Linked DNA regions of Sus scrofa: region 1 is linked to region 2. A link is a contact called in public Hi-C data. All regions are on one chromosome and are shown on one strand. The core of a region is the stretch at or near the end of the contact, and the rest is flanking DNA. Distances in the headings are between cores, read along the strand shown.

Evidence for each region. A called contact is a pair of places that touch in the nucleus more often than the background predicts.
Region 1: a contact with region 2 is called in a Hi-C map of liver, with 6 times the contacts expected there. The contact joins the promoter of TCF7L2 here to the promoter of ACSL5 in region 2. A contact is called at or near these places in 1 of 47 Hi-C or Micro-C datasets (liver) and 1 of 2 datasets of contacts at active chromatin or transcription factors (alveolar macrophages).

The regions. Positions count from the first base shown.
Region 1 is chr14:123,342,310-123,345,009 of Sscrofa11.1, forward strand. It overlaps TCF7L2 (transcription factor 7-like 2), which reads left to right and starts at 1,386. Exons shown (of 17, transcript XM_005657478.3): 1 at 1,386-2,131; 2 at 2,405-2,471; 3 at 2,648-2,700. The coding sequence starts at 1,943.
Region 2 is chr14:122,779,440-122,782,139 of Sscrofa11.1, forward strand. ACSL5 (acyl-CoA synthetase long-chain family member 5) reads left to right here and starts at 1,382. Exons shown (of 22, transcript NM_001195321.1): 1 at 1,382-1,631. It also overlaps the pseudogene LOC100626929.

The DNA.
Region 1 (2,700 bases), core at 136-2,635, 560 kb after region 2:
ATAATTTAGTACATCATGGACCCTAGACCAACACTGTTCCTCACAGACAATTTGCTGATTTCTTTTGATTTCTTTTTTTCTGGTTCTTTTTGTCTCTTTCATATGGTAGATTCCTGTCCACTTCTCATTGGATATTTGCAAGAAAATCAGTGTTCTTGCTCCATTTTCCAGGAATACTGCGTTTTGGGACCCAGGCCTTTTCCCCTTTAACATAATTTTCTTTCCCATTTGTAGTGAATCAATCTACTTCCCCAAGAGAGCCTAAAAATCAACAAATACCTGCCTCAAACCTCAGGTTTTCCATCTCCTCCCTGAGGCCTTCAAGCATCAGCTGGGTTAGCAATTTCCTGCCAGAGCCATCTACATCTTGATTATTTGGTCAGTCTTTCGGGAATTTCATTTCAGACCCCCTTCCAGAAAGACTCCAGCACCACTGATCCCAGAGGTTGGTGAACTTTCAGTTTTATTTTCCCTGGTGATGTTAACGCCCAAACTTTTCACTTCCAAAGCCAGAAAGGACTTTGAATCCTAACTCATTTCCTACCACCTCCAACTCAGTTAAAACAAACAAACAAACAAAAAGCCACAACACTACATTGAAATGAATCATGCATTTTTCCTTAAGGATATTTTTAATGCCCCTGACAAACACCACAGTGTTGGAATTTTTTTTTTTTTTTTGGATAAAAAGTCATTTTGGCATATTTAGTCTAGTGAGACAAGATTTAATGAAATGATTCACTATTAATAAACAAAAAGGGGAGGGAAGACCTCGTGGGTTAATAGTTTCTTTCACTGCAGATGACCAGGAACTTTGCCCAGCCCTCCACTTCCCCAGGCTCTCTGAAAGTGGAGGGTTGATCTCTCTTTTTCGACCACTTCTGTTACATCCCGCCCGAGGGTGGCTGATTTCACTGCTGGCTAAACCACCAAGCACCCCACCCTCCCACCCATTCCCCACAACACTCTCCTCCTTTTCCCCTTCCTTAAGACTTATTTCTAATGTTTCCAAAGTGCACTTTTTCTGGGCCTCTCCCCATCCCCGCCCCCCAAGTGGGCTTTCCTTCCGCCTTTCCCGGCTCGGATTCCTGACTCGGTCGCCACCCTCTTCCCCTCCTCTCCTACCCCGCATTGTCTTTCTGAAGCCGGCCCCCTCCCGGAGCGAGTCCCCGTTCCCTCGCCCAGACTCCCGGGCTCGCACACTCTCAGCGCAGGCCTCTCCCCCTGCACACTCCTCCCTCTGTCTCTCTGCCCCTCTCCTCCCCCGCCCCTCTCCTCCTCCTCCTCTCCCTCCTCCCTCTCCCGGCGCCCGAAAGGATCATTGTTAGCCGCCCCCGCCCCGCCCACTCCGGCTGTTTATTTATGCAGACGTCACCCGGCCGGCCCCGCCCCTCGGCATCTCATTAAGCGAGTGTGTTCCTCTCGCCCTGTCAATAATCTCCGCTCCCAGACTACTCCGTTCCTCCGGATTTCGATCCCCCTTTTTCTATCTGTCAATCAGCGCCGCCTTTGAACTGAAAAGCTCTCAGTCTAACTTCAACTCACTCAAATCCGAGCGGCACGAGCTCCTCCTGTATCTTCGGCTTCCCCCCCCTTTGCTCTTTATATCTGACTTCTTGTTGTTGTTGGTGGTGTTTTTTTTTTTACCCCCCTTTTTTTATTTATTATTTTTTTGCACATTGATCGGATCCTTGGGAACGAGAGAAAAAAGAAACCCAAACTCACGCGTGCAGAAGATCTCCCCCCCCTTCCCCTCCCCTCCTCCCTCTTTCCCCTCCCCAGGAGAAAAAGACCCCAAAGCAGAAAAAAAGTTCACCTTGGACTCGTCTTTTTCTTGCAATATTTTTTTTGGGGGGGTAAAACTTTTTGGGTTTTTTTTTTTTTTTTGGCTTTTCTTCCTCCTTCATTTTTCTTCCAAAATTGCTGCTGGTGGGTGAAAAAAATGCCGCAGCTGAACGGCGGTGGAGGAGATGACCTAGGCGCCAACGACGAACTGATTTCCTTCAAAGACGAGGGCGAGCAGGAGGAGAAGAGCTCCGAAAACTCCTCGGCAGAGAGGGATTTAGCTGATGTCAAATCGTCTCTAGTCAATGAATCAGAAACGAATCAAAACAGCTCCTCCGATTCCGAGGTAGGAAAAGCCCCTCGGGCTGGTGGGGTTCTGAATCTATTTCCTGGGCTTGGCAAAGGTTGCTTACAGGGGAGAAATCGGGGCTGGGGGCGGCGGTAGGGCGCCGCGGGGCCGGGCGGGCGGCGTGTGCGTGTGGTGCCACCATTGCAAAAAGTTGTAACCCTGTTTTTCTCTCCCCCCAAACCCCCACCCCACTGATTCTTTTTCTCCCCCTTCTCCCCCCTCTGCGTGCCGTTTGCCCCTCGCCCTCCCCACCTCCACCCCTCCGGGAAGGCGGAAAGACGGCCTCCGCCTCGCTCCGAAAGTTTCCGAGATAAATCCCGGGAAAGTTTGGAAGAAGGTGAGTACGTCCCGCGCGCCCCGCAGCCGCCGGGAGCTGCCCCCCGGGCCCGCCGCCCCGCGTGCCCCGGCCGGGCCGGGGCGCCCGGCCACTTGGGGCACTTTCTAAAAAGTTTCTCCTCGCTCTCTCCCGGTCCGCGCGGCCGCCGCCGTCCCCTCGCCGTCCCGCCATGTTAGCGGCCAAGAGGCAAGATGGAGGGCTCTTTAAGGGGCCACCGTATCCCGGCTAC
Region 2 (2,700 bases), core at 132-2,631:
CCGACTAGTATCCACATGGACACTGGTTCGATCCCTGGCCTTGCTCGGTGGGCTAAGGATCCAGTGTTGCTGTCAATGTGGTGTAGGCCGGCAGCTATAGCTCCGATTCAACCCCAAGCCTAGGAACTTCCATATGCCGCAGGTGCAGCCCTACACACACACACACACACACACACACACACACACGAAAGGAAAGGAAAAAAAAGAAACAACTACAGGTCCTAGTGCTCTGTAGACCAATACCCAAGACCCTTGCCAGGGCATCTGCACATTCAAAGCACTTTTTATAATCATGCCAAGTAGTGATTTGCTTTTCCCATGATCATTGTCTCATAAGCATACAGCAGTTTTCCAGAGCCTCCAAGACAAAATGCAGGATCAGTCTGACAGCTAATGGCATATGCGTTTTTTTTTTTTTGTTTGTTTGTTTTTTTTTTTTGGTCATGTATTCCATGCAGAAATTCCCCGGGCCAGGGACTAAACCCAAGCCACAGCAGTGTCAACACCAAGTCCTTAACCACTAGGCTACTAGGGAACTCTGTGGGTTCCTAATTTTAAAAATTCCCAGGTTTTTGTGTGTGTGTCTTTTTGTCTTTTTAGGGCTGCACCCTAGGCATATGGAGGTTCCCAGGCTAGGGCTCCAATCAGAGCTGTAGCTGCCAGCCTATATCATAGCCACAGCAACACGGGATCCAGGTTGCATCTGCAATCCACACCACAGCTCACGGCAATGTTGGATCCTTAACCCACTGAGCAAGGCCAGGGAATGAACCCACATCCTCATGCTAGTTGGGTTCCGTAACCACTGAGCCATAACAGAAACTCCAAAATTTGCCAGCTTTTAATCTGGGAGGTGAGGGAGGTAGCCAAATACATTTGTATTTTCAGTTTTGAGATATGAAAAGGATGAGCCGATATATCAGAGGAAAAGAACAGACTCTCCCTCACTGTCCCTGTCATTCCTGAGTTCCTTCTTTGGTTGACTTTATCAGAACTGCTTCAGAGACAGGCTGGGCATTGGAGAGGGGGTGACCCAGGACTTGGCTGGCCAGCAGGTATCCCCAGGGTCTTGGAAGGACATGAGGGCCGAGGTACCCTTGGCCACATCTGTCCTGGGAAGGCAGCGGCGAACCTTGCCTCTCTGACACTGGTGGTCTGAGGAGGGCACCTCGAGTCATTTTTGTCTGGGTTTTGGTCTTGGTTTAGCAGTAAGCAGACAAACAGGGAAAGGGTGTGTTGTGTGGATACAGGCTGGCTTATGTGTCAGCCCTTAGGGACTGGTGGTAAAGGCTTTGACACTGAGCCAGAGGAGCGTTGGCGGCTTTTCTCCTTCTGGTCAAAACGCTTCCACTTTCAGTTGTGAAAGAAAAACCAGGAAGTGAAGTCCCCGAGCACGAGCACGTTAGAAGCTGGCCATGGCCTGACTCCTGACTTCAGAGCAGCTCACACCGGGGCTGACGGCTCAGAAGGCTCAGAACTGGGGATCCCTGGCCAGCAGGGATGCTCTGAAGACCCCCTGACCTTGGAGAGACCAGGTGAGGGGAGAGCTAAGGGACTCTTGTGCCTGGAGCCACTCAGAGCCGGGAGTCCCCGCTTGCTGGAAGCACCAAGGGATGCGGCCTTCTCACAAGGTGAGGGGGTATCCGGAAGGGCTACTTGGCAAGGGGGCTCGAGGGCACAGAGCTGATGCCCAGGGGGCATCCTGACCCCCAGCTGCGGTGGATCTGCAGCTCTCTGGGTCCCAGGCACATGTGAGTACTTGCTTTATCCCTGGTCTCTAGTTAAACCCTGCTCATCACCAGGGGTTGGGGGGATGGGGTGCCTGGGGAGGGAGGAATGTGGGGCAGGGATTGGACTTCCTTTCTCCTGCCTCTCTTGGGGAAGGGGAAGCACAGACCCCTTCTTATGGGCCCAGGCCTCTGCTGTGGCTCCCCTGTGGCAGGCTGGGGGCTGCCCTCGGTTTTCCTGATGGATTTTGAGTCCTCCTTGCCAGGGAAGGGACTGATGGAATGGTTTCTGAGTGAAGTGGGATCTGTTTTAAGAGATAGCGGCCACGTGCTTAACTTAAGATGAACTTCAAATGACCTTCGAGGAATGAGCATTGGAAAGGGACTCCACGGTGTGGGCCTTGCTACCTAATGTGGGTATCTGTCTTTTTGGTGGTTTGAAAAGTAAAATTGAATCTATAGCCCCAGTGTGTAAGTAATTGATATTCTTTAACAGAGGCAGTCCTAAAAACTAATAAAATTAATGAAATTAACTAATAAAATGAAACAAAATTTAATTTCAAATTAAAAGATGGATTCAGTTTAAAAAAAAAGGGAGGAGGAGGAATTGGGAGTTTCCACGGTGGAGCAGCAGGTTAAGAACCCGATATCGTCCATGAGGACTCGGGTTTGATCCCTGGCCACACTCAGTGGGTTCAGGATCTGGCATTATCGTGAGCTGTGGTGTAGGTCACACATGTGGCTCACATCCACCATGGCTGTGGCTGTGACATAGGCCAGCAACTATAGCTCTGATTCGACCCCTAGCCTGGGAACTTCAACATGCTGTAGGTTTGGCCTTAAAAAGAAAAAAAAAGGAGTAATTGGTTTTGCTTGACTCCTCCCTCTGTAGTCCAGAGTTACTTTATGGTTGGGCCCTTCAACTGACAAGCATCTGAGATGAACACAGAAGAGTCTTGGAAGAGACATGGGA